Regions from separate parts of the Rattus norvegicus genome. Here region 1 is linked to region 2. Evidence: chromatin contacts called from public Hi-C data. All regions are on one chromosome and are shown on one strand. Each heading gives the region's core, a stretch centred on a gene start, on an enhancer-like site or on the middle of the called end of the contact. The rest is flanking DNA. Distances are from core to core; before and after follow the strand shown.

Region 1 (6,240 bases), core at 3,407-5,906, 160 kb after region 2:
AATGCATCTCGCACGAGTCATTCAGAATGGTCAACCTTAGAGGTATCTAATAGGTCTCACGATGGAAGCCCTGGGTTTGAGGCCCCTGTGTGTGTGACCTTGGGCACATCATTTTGATTCTGGGACTTCAGTCACCTCATCTTTTTGGAGGTCTGGTTAGGAACAAAAGCTGAATCGACTGAACATTTCCCATACACCAGAACTGTGTATGTAAGAGGTGCCATCTGACATAGCCTTCCAAAAGTGTACCTCGAGAGGTGCTAATAGCACACCCACTTTGGAGGCGAGCTTGTTGGAAGAACCTTTCCCAAGAGTAAAGCCCAGAGTCTGTCCTAAGCAGGGAAGAACATTGTAGATGAGCAGAGAGCATTCTGTGTAATAAGCCTATTTGATATCAGTGACTGAAGCCAGAGGTCTCATGTCCTACGGGGCACAGAGCAGGAAGGACAGAGCTTCAACGGGTAGATAACAAGCCAGGGACCACACAGCTAGTCAGCAGGAGAACCAGGACCGAGGCTCAGACAAGCTTTGAGTAAGGTCAGCCCTAGTAGTGGCTGGGATGCCTTGTGGAGCTGATGTGTGTATCCCGACAGCATGGGGACATGGCGTGGACTCAGTAGACATCAATTATATGTAGTCTGTATCACTTACCGAAATGGCTACCCACAGAATAGCCTAGGAAAGTTCCTGAATGCCACGTGCCTTGGGTAGGAGAATGGAGAGTCAGTACTGAAATGTAAAACGTTGAGGTGAACTGGTCAAGTTCAAGTTTCACATTTGGCCCAAGGACCTGGGTCCTGACTTCAGCAGTCACCCAGGGTTGGTGGTTCTGAGTTAAGGGCAACATTATAGGAACCATGATCTCCCCCATCCAGGACAGTGTTCTCTGACCAGGTTGTACATGTCAGATCCATATGTGGGGTGTTCACATCACAGATTGACCACCATTGTCAGCTAGCTCCCTCCTAGCCCCGCACCATCCATCAAGGGGAAACGAGGAAGGGTGAGTGGGTACAACCTGGACCCTGCTCCAGGAAGACCAGTCAGAGTTTACATCCTACAGATGGTAATTTCCCAGCTTCCTAGTCTCACACCAGAAATGGAATGACTCCTTGGAGAAGCAGGGGTGTTAGAACGGGCCTGCCTCCCTCGTGTCTACAGCACATCCAGACAGTGGAGAAAGACAGGCTGCTAAGAACCTCACCAGTCCTTTTCTCCTTTTGAGGAGGTTCCTCATTTGGGAAAGCACTTTTTTCATCCAGCATGTGTAGAATGGGGGTCGCCTAAGCTTTAGGCATTGAAAAAAAGGACTAATAGCTAAATAACACTTAAATCTACCTGATGTGTGCAAGCATGAACGTGCATGTGTGTGCATATATGAATGTGCATGTGAATGTGTGTGTGCATACATGTGTGCATGCGTACATATGTGCACGTGTGTGTGTGTGTGTGAGAGAGAGAGAGAGAGACAGAGAGAGAGAGAGGGAGAGAGAGAGAGGGAGAGGGAGAGGGAGAGAGAGAGAGAGAGAGAGAGAGAGAGAGAGAGAGCGAGAGAGAGCACGTGCACTCAATGGAGGCCAGAAGTCACCCTCAGGATCCATCTTTCTTGCTTTTGGGGACAGTCTCTCACTGGAATCTGGAGCTCACCAATGAGGCTAAGCTAGCTGGACCGAGGCCCCAGGCAGCTTCACTCCTCCACTTCCCCACGCTGGTATTGCATCCATGCCTCCACATCGGCCTTTTACATGGATGCTGGGGGTGCGGTTCAGGTGCTTGTGTGGTGAGCACTTCACACACTGAGCTATCTCCTCAGCCCTACAGGACATTTTTGACAAAACAAATCCTTTCAGTTGGCTTTGTGGTACCCTTCTGATGATGCCACCTTTCAATTTGAAAACTGAAGCTCTGTGAAACTACCTCCCTTCCCCGTGGATACCTAGCTAGTTAGCGAGCGGCAGGTGTAACACGCACACTAGCTCATCTCATCTTTAAATAATCCACTGAGGTACAGTTGGAGTGTGTGTCCGAGTAGGGAAGTGTTTGCCTTGTTTGATGCCCAGAAGGGAAGGACTTTACTACTAAAACCCTGTTGTTCTCTTTGCTCCGCCCTTGGAACCAAGAAACCCTAGTCTTAGAGGGCATCACTGCTGTGCTGGTTCTCACAGATAAGTGGCAGCACTGAGCCACTGGCAATACCTCTCTAGGATTTCTGACACCAGCTATTAAATTTGTTCTTAATGGGTACCAACCGGTTAAGTATCCACCTGGCAGATTGACTTATAACTGAGTCTTCTCTGTGGCTTCAAATGTTTTAATAAGTGTTAAAGGTCATCCAGTAAAAAAAACCAAACAAAAAACTCAAGTAATTTCATCAAAAAAAAAAAAATCTTACCAGAGGGAGATTTTAAATGTTAATTTATTTTGTTTTTGATTTATGTGTGTGGGTTTTTGGGGGTTGTTGACCAAACCCAGGGCCCTGCACATGCTATGCAAGAACTCTACCAGAGAGCCACATCTCAGCCCTTGATCTGGGTTTAAATGGAACCCAAGTTCTCACAGCCATCAACCTAAGCTTCGCCTTTGGGTAGCAAACAGTTAGCTGAAAAGATGGAGTCCTCCGAACTGAGAGAGTTTTCTCTCTCTGCTCCAAAACTGAAATTTGGACTTTAGCTGGGCTATTATATCTTTAAAAGAAAATGTGGTGTGTGTGTGTGTGTGTGTGTGTGTGTGTGTGTGTGTGTGTGTGTGAAAGTTTGAAGGTCAGAGGATAATTTGAACTAGTTCTCTCCTTCCACCATGTAGGGCCATGGGATGGAAGTGGTTGTCAGGTTCACCAGCAAGTGCCTTTACCTGCAGAGCCATCTCCCCGGCCTGTGGTCTCTCATAGCTAAAGCACCTACTATGTGCACCTGCTCCTAGGCGGTGTGTCTTCCACAAGTTACAGTTACCCCTACCCAGCTGCAACAATTGTATCCACTTTGCAATTCAGGAAGCTGAGGCCCGGGAAGGCTTAGCGACTTGCCCCAGATGGAAAGGCTGATAAACAGAAGTGAAACTGAATTCCTTGGTCTGGTTCTAAGGCTGTTCCTCTCCAGCTCCTTAATTCTTCATCCTTGTGCCTACAAGGAGGGCGTCTCTCCTGCCTGTCTAGCTCCAACGTGGATATTTAGGAGCAACGACATTTCCTCGTAGCTTTGGTAGGGACAAGAAAGGAAGGGCTTAAGGAGTGGGCGTGGCAGAATGGAGGCCAAGTCCAAACTGGTAGCAAGCAGACAAGCCTGCCTGAGCGGTGGCTTGGAAACTCCCCTCTGGAGTTAATTTCAGTCACAGTGTCTTCCTATTAAGTGGAGCCGTTGGTTGGCTGCAGGTGTCAGAATGTCCCTGTAAAACGAGAATCCAATCTCATCTTAGAGGGAGGGGAAGTGGAGCAGAGAGAAAGGGGAGAGGGGAGGGAGGGGGGAGCTGGCAGCCTTTACCCGTACCAGTGGGGCAAAGAGCAATTTGTTAGGTCTGCGCTGTTGGTGGCTGATGAAATTCCCACCTAGTTCTTCCTTGTGCTTAGAAACCAGATCGGGCCTAGTCTGCGGGTCTAGCCGCTCTCTGGCTACTCCACGACCCCAGCCAGAGCTTTAGCTGCGGAATCTGGGGATTGTTTTTGGGCCATTCGCATGGGAACCTTGACATTGCCAGGCTGCCTTTCCTAGGACATCCCCCCACCCAGGCTTCTCCCCTCCTCCTGTGACTAGATCTGTGGCAGCAAGAGTTTTAAGCATCATTCTTTCAACAAAGTTATGGGTGAAATTAGCATTGCCATTTTCCACACTAGAAACTGAGGCTCACAGGGAGTTGCCCAGGGTCACAGCTAGAAAAGTGAAGCATCAGAACTGGATCTCGGCAATTTTACCCTGAAGTCCACATGATAGCCCTGCATTGGGCCTCGGGCCTGAATTGGAATTTGCTGAGGAGAAGTGTCCCATGTCCCCACTCTAGGCATGTATAATCCACCTGTAATCTGACCCAACAAGAAGGGATAAGCAAAGCCAGGGAAAACTTCTCCCAAAATGTAGGTAAACTGGGAGGTGGCTGGGAGGGATTTTAGTTACACTGTAACTCAGGCTGGCCTGACTCATTGCAAACTCCCAGCCACCCGGCTGCCTATAGATATTCATCTGTATCCCTTTAAATTGTCCGCCATTTTGGAATAGGACTGCATCAGTGAAGTTCACAGTTAAGTTCTTTTGATTTGCAGAGGCATAACAGAAAGATTAAATGCCTTTCCCATTTTCTTCCAAGTCTTAATTTTTCTGAACCATTTCTCCACGCCATGGTCCAGATTTATCCCAAGGGAACACTCTAGCCCTAGAGGGCCTGCTTCCTCTTTAACTTCCAAGGACCTGGGCCCTGAAGTCTCGTCTCCCAAGGTCAGGCCCAACTGACCTGTGGAAGGTCCCTGAGGAAGGCCAGTCTGGATGCCCATCAGGTGCCCATCTGGGTGCCCAGCAGCCCCATCCCTACAACTACTCTAGGACAGCATCCAAGGCTGCTCTTGAAGCACAATGAGGCTGTTTCCTAGCGACCAGGTTGGACTGAGAAAGCTGAGACCAGCCACCCCGGGCTGGAGGCGAGTCACTGAGCACCAGGCCCTGACTTGGCAGTCCTTGCGGGAAACATATGGGACTGAACAGATGGGCCAGGCACAGGCGCCCCGAGCTAGAACCATCAAGGCAAGAGCAGAGCTGGGGAGGGAACAGAGAGAGAAGCAGGGCGGCGGGTCCGGAATTGGCTCACAGACCAGGCTTGTGACATGTTTAATACTGCTGTGGATAAACAAAGGGACATGGCTTCTACACTGCTCAGCAGCTGGTCTGGGAGGCTTCTATCCTGGGATACACATCCTCTAGTGAGCAGTAGGGTCCCCGAAGGCTCTCCCAAGGGAACCTAGGAACAGCCCACTGGTGCTATTGAAGTCAACCTCAGTAGCAAAAGATCCACGCCTGAATCCTGTGTTCCTGTAAGGCAGTAAGGATACCTCTCCCCTCTGGGATTTTTCCCTCCAGCCCCCAAAGAGGCATCTGTTTGTCTGCAAACACTGATTTTCCTTCATCCCAAATCTGAAGGCACTACAAAGAGAAATGGGGGTCACCTGGTCACTATGGACGAAGGGCCTGTTCGATTGTCTCACTGCATTCTGCAGGGCTGTTTAGATGGATGGTTGTCTGAGGCTGGCTCCGCACCCAGGAAAGGTGACAAGTGGGCATCATCAGCCTGTGGCAGGGGAGGCTTAGGGTGAGCATGGCACCCTGAGGAGCACCTGAGGCATGTTTTCTGAGGGAACCCTTTAGTGACTCAGCTGCTCACGGAGAACTGACCCAGGAGAGAGTCCTGCCCGGCAACTAGATAGTGTGGGAGCAGGGTTCCTTTGTCCCATCTGGAAAAGCCATCCTACAAAATAGGGAGTTCACTACCTTTCCACACCACAGCAGGTGGATGCTCCAGGGAGATGCGTTGTAAGATCTGGGTGTGGGGATGTGGGACACTTTTCTCACAGTTTTTCTTAAAGCAGAACACCGCCGTCCTTGGTAGGTAGAGAGCTCCTGTCAGTGAATGTGCTTCAGCCAAGGCTGAACAACCACCTAGTAGGTTGTTGGAGAAGCCAAGCAGCCATCAGATGAGGTGAAGGCCCCTCCAGCCCAGCAGATTTAGAACTTTAGGACGAAGTTCATCCAAGAGTTCAAAAATCCTATTCAAGTAACTGAATCCAGTGTCCCCGAGTAGCTGTCTTTTGTATATGTGACATCCTCCTGAAAAGAGTGTTGTGGGATCAAAAGTAGCATGGGGGGAGGAAGGGAGAGAAGGAGGGAGGGAGGGGGGAGATTTTCAGATCTGGTTTATCGTGGGTCATCACCAACTGCTCTAGAAACAATGCCCTACATGACTACCTGGCCACAAACAGCGTCCTTCAACAAGATGTAGCAAGACCTGGCTGCTTACTCCCTCCCCAACCTGGAGAGGACCATTCTGAAGTGTGACAAGAGCCCTTCCCTTCCCAGAACCTCTCAGAAGCCTCCTTCCAAATGTGGCCTGAAAACCTGGATTGTTCTGGGTCACAGGGCTGTCTTATGCTGAGTAGCCAGCCTGTGTGAGCCTGGGTTGTGGGTTGTTGGTTTTTTTTTTTTTTTGTTTTTTGTTTTTTCCCTAAATGGCTTAATCTGCCGGTGTTTGTGGAGCATCCTCAGAATC
Region 2 (6,069 bases), core at 2,830-5,329:
TTTGTAGAAAAGTAGCCAAAATACGTAAGTTCATTGTCTAAGTCAAACAATAAAAACATCTGTTGTTTCTTGTGATGGCTGTGCTCTTAATACAACATGGCAAAATAATACCCCTAAGTATCCATGATTAACCTGAATTGGAAGGAGCTCACCTCCCAATCTCCCCGTGACTTCACGAAGCTGTTTTAACGGACAGTTTTTGTTGTTGTTGTTGTTTAGTTTTGTTTTTGTAAATCTTTGTTTTGAGTTCCATTGGGAATTTCTCCCTGGCATTAAGTGGTGTCCCTATAAGAAACGAATTCCATGAATCTCAGTCCTGTGTGGAAGTGCCAATATGAAAGTTTGGACTGCATTCAAACTGTAGGTAAGCACGGGTGGGCCCATCATTAAGTGTTTATGTTTACCTGTACAAATGACTGTTTGCCTGGGCAACTGTGTTTGTTCTTACACGTGGGTGTGGGGGTTCCCACCTGGTTTGGGACTGTGAAGGAACAAGCTGGATCTCCTCCCCTACACCTTGTTTCTTCTTAAGGTTCAGTATGGGCAAGGTTTCCCACACGAGGGAAGAAAAGGGCACCTCTGAGCACATTTGAACCAAGCTGTCACTGCCAGAGTGTTTCCTGAGTACCAGAGAGGAACATAAGTTAGGAAATGACAACTTAAAAAGCGAGACCTGGGGGTTGGGGATTTAGCTCAGTGGTAGAGCGCTTGCCTAGCAAGCGCAAGGCCCTGGGTTCGATCCCCAGCTCCGGAAAAAAAAAAAGAAAAAAAAAAAAGCGAGACCTGTCTGTTACCATGTCCTTCCATCTGTCCATCCCTCCATCCTAGTCCTTCCCTCCCTCTCACCATCCGTCCCTCTCTCCCTCCCTGCTTTCCGTCCTTCCCATACCAGTGATCACTGTTCATATTCCTGCAGCCACTTGCCAGGGTCCCCAGCTCCTTCATTATGGTCATAGCACGGGGTGTAAGACTCCAGATCCCCCAGCAGAACAGTTTCTACCCCACAGCTCACATAAAAGTCAAGGTCTCTGTGAGCAAAGCCAATGACATCAGTAATATCTCACCTGTGCCACGCTGTGCTGGCCACCAGGCCTGCCCTACTTAAGTGTCACATGACTTCCTGCCAAAGATGCTGAGCTGTCTTCACTTTCCAGGTGAGGACATCGGGATCTGACACACCAATGTTTCCCAGGGGACTCTGCAGCAAGTGGCAGGGTTGGACTGAGAACACAGCCTGTGCTCTTAAGGGCAATGTCGGAAAATCTCTTTGCTAATAGGAGTCCCTGAACCTACCCTCCCTTAAACTTCTCTCTGTCAGAATAGTGCAGATGCTTCCTCTTCAAGGGACAGACATGGTGAATGACCTCATCCTTTAGGTATCACACAGGTCTTGTGTAATCAGCACAAAGGAGATGCTTGAGTTCTAGGGAGCACTTCAGGTGGATGGAGAGAGGAAACTTTTTTCCCCTCTATCCTGGAGGCTCAGAGCTGAGGCAGCTGTGCTGTCATCCCAGGCCCTCTCATGGCCTTGTCCCCTTGCAGCAGATGGAGCTCTTTCATCCCGTCTGACTTAGTGGTTTATTTTAGGCACAGCCTGACCAGGTGCTCTGGGTCAATAGGCTTAGCTTTAAATAACTGGATTCTTCTCCATGAGTTTCTCCTTCGGCAGCAAGGGACACAATGAGAGAACAAGTCTCATAGGCTAGAGCAGTGTGGAAAGGCAACAGAAGACAGGACAGGAGAGAAGACAAATGAACTCTGACACTTTCTGTCTGACCTCAGACAGGTGTATGGCTTCTCCCCTCAGGGAGCCACCTGCAAACCACAGTTTGGGGCCAGGTTGTATCAACACCCCCTGAAGTCTGACCTCTGCACTCTGCTGTGCATTTGCAGACATCAAGCCACCTAAGTGGCTGGCTTAACACCACAGAGCTCAACCACCAGGGAAGGCTGAACAGCAGAGAGTAAGCAACTACTGGGGTCTGGAGACCTGGGATTTGGGTCTTGGTCTGGATACTTCAAGCCTGGTGATCTTTGTGTGAGCCTCAGTTTCCTAACCAGTTTTAAAGGAGCCTGATGAAACTTTAATAGACTTTATGGGAGATAACAGAGTAATTGCAGGTGAGAGCCCTTTAAACTCCTAAAACACTGTATTAAAAAAATTAAATGCGTCTGGCAGTTCCTCAAAAAGTTAAATGTAAAATTATCATACTATCCAGAAATCCCACTTCTAGTTCTGTACCCCCAAAGAATGGAAAGTGGGGACCCAAAGAGATGTTCTTACGAATGTGTTGATGGCACGGTTATTCACAAGAACCAAAAGTGCAAGCAACCCAAGTGTGCATGTGACGGATGAGTGACTAAACAAATGTTGTACGGACACACAATAGAATACTATTCGGCCGTAAAGAGGAATAAAATGCTGGCACATGCTGCAACGTGGTTAAACCTTGAAAGGATGTGCTAAGGCAGACACAAAAGGAGCAAAGGGTTGTGCTTTCCAGTCATTGTGAGGTAGCCAGACTAGTTAAGTGTGTAGGATGGAGATCAAGGGACAGTTCCAGAGACGGAGGGGAGATTCAGAGACTGGAGGATGGGACGTGGCTGTCCAGTGGATGAAGAGCTTCTGCCTGATTTGGTGGGGAAAAAAATCTGGACACGGGACTTGACAATGGTTGGACAACTGGGGCTTTACTTAGTAGTAAGCTTAACAGATGGTTAAGGTGGGGGCTGGAGAGACGGCTCAGTTTGTAACGTGCTCACTGTGTGAGCATGGGGCACTGAGCTTGGTTCTCCAGGTTTAGTGAGAGAGACCCTGTTTCAAAAAATAAAGTGAAGAGAGATCTAGGGGGAAAATCACCTGACGGATCGGTGTCTACACACACACACACACACACACACACACACACACACACACACACACGCATAAACATCACACATGCATAAACATGCACCTGTGTCCAGGCAAACATGAACACACACCACACACACAAATTTAAAACTGGTTAAAGTGGCAATTTCACACTTTATGTATCTTACTTTTAAAAAAAAAAGCACAGCTTTCAAATTTTAGTTTAAACCGTTAGACATATTTTGGCAAAACCTGTGAATGAGAAAACCTGGTTCTTCACCTGAACTTGGGTGAGACATCTGGAGGAATCTGATAGATAGAACCGCAACCCCCAGCTCCTCCCACCTTTCCTAGTATGCCTCACAGAAAGCCAGGTCAAAATAGGGAGCTGTTTGCATGGAGAGCTCTGTGCTGGCACTTAGTGTATCCTCCGGGTTAGCTGAACCCCCTCTCTGGAGCCTGTGTGGCCTCTTATTTGGGAATTAAGACAAAAGAAGACTTTCGTCACATCAGCCGTCCACATCAGAGTCAGGCATGCCATGGTGCCCGTCTCCGAGCTCGGCAGTGCTAGACTTCCATTTGGTGACTGATGGGGTACCCTCTTCACTTTTGTCCTGACCAGTTTCTGCAAGGCGATGATGCTGTGATGGTGATGGTGGGGGTCGGGGGGAGGATAAAGCCTGCACAGAACAGGCGTTATCTGTGCATTGTAAACGACTGTTTAAAAGCTCACCGTGTATTAGGTGCTAGCGCATATTTCGACAGTGCTGGGGACAGGGTGGACTGAGACAGCCTCTCCAGGAAGCTGACTTGCAGAAGTGACTAAGGGTTTGGGGCAACACATACGTTTGAGCTTTGGGGGTGTAGAGTACCAAATGTCTTCAGAGATCTTAGCCCAGATGTTACTCAGAGCACCCATGCTCTCCCATTCGTGGAGAGAAACTGAGTCGAAAAGAAACAGTAAGAAATGGCTTTGAATGACACGGTCGGGAGAAACCCAGTGTTCCTTGCCCCTTACATGGCAGACTCTTGGCACATGTGTGACATATGCCTCTGTGCGACCATAGGCTCAAAGCCTGTGAGTTACAGGCACCCCTTTCCTCTCTCGACCAGAGGAGCAAGATCGAGACTGTCTGGTCAGGGTCCCCACCTCTGTCCCTGAGCTTGTGGGGCTAAGGGATCCTAGGCTGGGGCTGGAGTAGCACTCACTACCCGGGGTGTCGGGGGTGGGGGGGCGGGGAGAGCGGCCGCCTAGCCCAGCCCCGCGGATGACAGGAGCCGGGGAGCCGAGGAGGGAGGAGCCGCCGCCGTGCGCTGGGCTGAGGAGCAGAGAGAGCGGGGCGCCGAGTGCGGGCGGCTGGGAGCGCGCTGAGCGGGGGAGAGGCGCTGCCGCACGGCCGGCCACAGGACCACCTCCCCGGAGAAAAGGGCCTCTTTATGGCATGTGGCTGGTAACTTTCCTCCTGCTCCTGGACTCTTTACACAAAGGTGAGACCCGCGCTGCCGGCGGCTGGGCGGTGGAGGCGGCGGGGCCGGGATGCGCGCGGCTGGAGGCAAGGTGCGGTGCCCGGTGGGCTCCAGGTGCCCGAGTGTCGGACCCACTCGGGTGCATGGCGCTGGGTGGGCTCGAGAGCTGGGGCGGTTCCGCGAGAAGGGTCGGGTGAGAATCAGCCTGGGACCGCTTGCCAGCCCCCCTGCGCCTGCCGTTTAGGGGCGCGTCCGTGGGGGGGCGGTGGCTAAGGAACCCCTGATTTTCCCACCGCAGCCCGGTCTCAGTTCTGCCCTGGCCCCCTCCCCCAGCCCCTTGCCCGCTCCAGCGGCTTGCTGGAGCTGGGACCCCGGGGTGCCCTGTAAGCCAGGTGGTCCTCGGACCGAGACTTCATCCGGGAGCCCTCAGTATTTGGGTCCTCGGACCTAGGAAAGATCACTCCTACCGTAGCTTCGTGCGCCCCTCGATCGCCCTCGACCCCCGCCCTGGCGCAAATGCCGGCGCACCGCATGGCGCTTATCCGCGCCTGGCTGGGTGCATGCAGGGCTGGGGGACCTAGGGGTCCCGAGAGGTGGGGGTTCCCTCGGACACCAAGTTTGTTCTTCAGACCCAAGAGTCGCCCTCATCTATGTCTCACCCCCGTACCCAAGGCGCTGGCTCCGGCTTCTCTGCGTCTCCCTGACCACCTTAGGCAGCGCGCCCCAAGGTGTGAGACTCTCCGCTCCGGCGCTTGGTCTGCTGGACCTAGGGACAAGTGTTCAGATTGGGGGGCGTGTCCCTTCCCCTGAGAGAAAAGGTTGCTAGGGGTGGGTCCAGGTGTCCGGCATGTCCAGACCTGCTCCTGGGGTTCCGAGCACCTGACCTGAGAGGCAGCGGGGACCGAGGGGTTGGCAAAAGGCAAGCATTTTCGATGGTTACCAATCTGGGCACCAAATCGGGACTTGGGCAGCGCGGGCAGTTGAGCTTCTAGGCTGTGGTAGAGGACGTGCCCCCGGGCGCACAGATGGCGGGAGGGAGAGGAGGCGGCCGAACTCCCGCGCCCTTGCGCTGTAGAGCACAGACGCTCCTCGGCTTTACCTGCTCAACCCTCTGTAACTTTTCTCCTTCGCGCCCAGAGGGCAGGTTCTCCTTTCGCCCCCTTTGCCTGGGTTGACCTGGTCCAACAATAATTCTTGCCCCCCTAGGCAATAGAGAAGGACAGTCAAGAGCCCGGGGGAGGGTCTAGTCCTCTGTTAAAGCCTGGGGATGTCCGGAGTTTGCAACCTGCCAGAGCCCAAAGAAATACCCAGTAGGTTGGGGGAGGCTAACCCTTATTTGTGCTTATGGCCGGGTCAGTCTGATGGCCTACTCCACTGGGATTTTGCCCAGAAGATACACGGGTGCTGGGTAATGGGTGGCCTCAAATGTGAGCAAGGTAATGGACTTTCTCAGGCTCAAGGGGGCCACTGGGGAACACCCCAAGGCTGGTCTAGGTTGTTTAACTCCTTGCCCTCTGAACTCCTGAACTGGCCTCTTCATACCAGCTTAGAGTAACAAGCTTGCCTCCTACCCCCAGTACACACACACACACACACACACACACACACACACACACACACCAATTTTCCTTCTCGGGGCTCTTCCTGCTTCCCTCCACCCTGGCAGGCTGGTTTGGCTCACAGCTTTAATTACGTTAATATTAAATATACATAAGGTGAGAGGCAGAATGGCTTTCTCTCTCCATAGCTCT

What was found. Hi-C and Micro-C count contacts between places; a contact is called where the count stands out from the background.
Region 1: a Hi-C map of frontal cortex shows a contact between it and region 2, with 2.8 times the contacts expected there. The contact joins the enhancer-like site here to the promoter of Dscaml1 in region 2. A contact is called at or near these places in 1 of 12 Hi-C or Micro-C datasets (frontal cortex) and 1 of 1 datasets of contacts at active chromatin or transcription factors (oligodendrocytes).

What each region holds. Positions count from the first base shown.
Region 1 is chr8:54,794,690-54,800,929 of GRCr8, forward strand. The region is part of intron 3 of Dscaml1 (DS cell adhesion molecule-like 1); the gene reads left to right. Among named protein-coding and RNA genes, the nearest start is that of Dscaml1, 160 kb to the left of the region's middle. Within about 2 kb of position 4,657, at least 21 of the 93 cell types and tissues checked have an H3K27ac peak or open chromatin away from gene starts, as enhancers often do.
Region 2 is chr8:54,632,975-54,639,043 of GRCr8, forward strand. It overlaps Dscaml1 (DS cell adhesion molecule-like 1), which reads left to right and starts at 4,080. Exons shown (of 33, transcript NM_001108141.1): 1 at 4,080-4,339. The coding sequence starts at 4,120.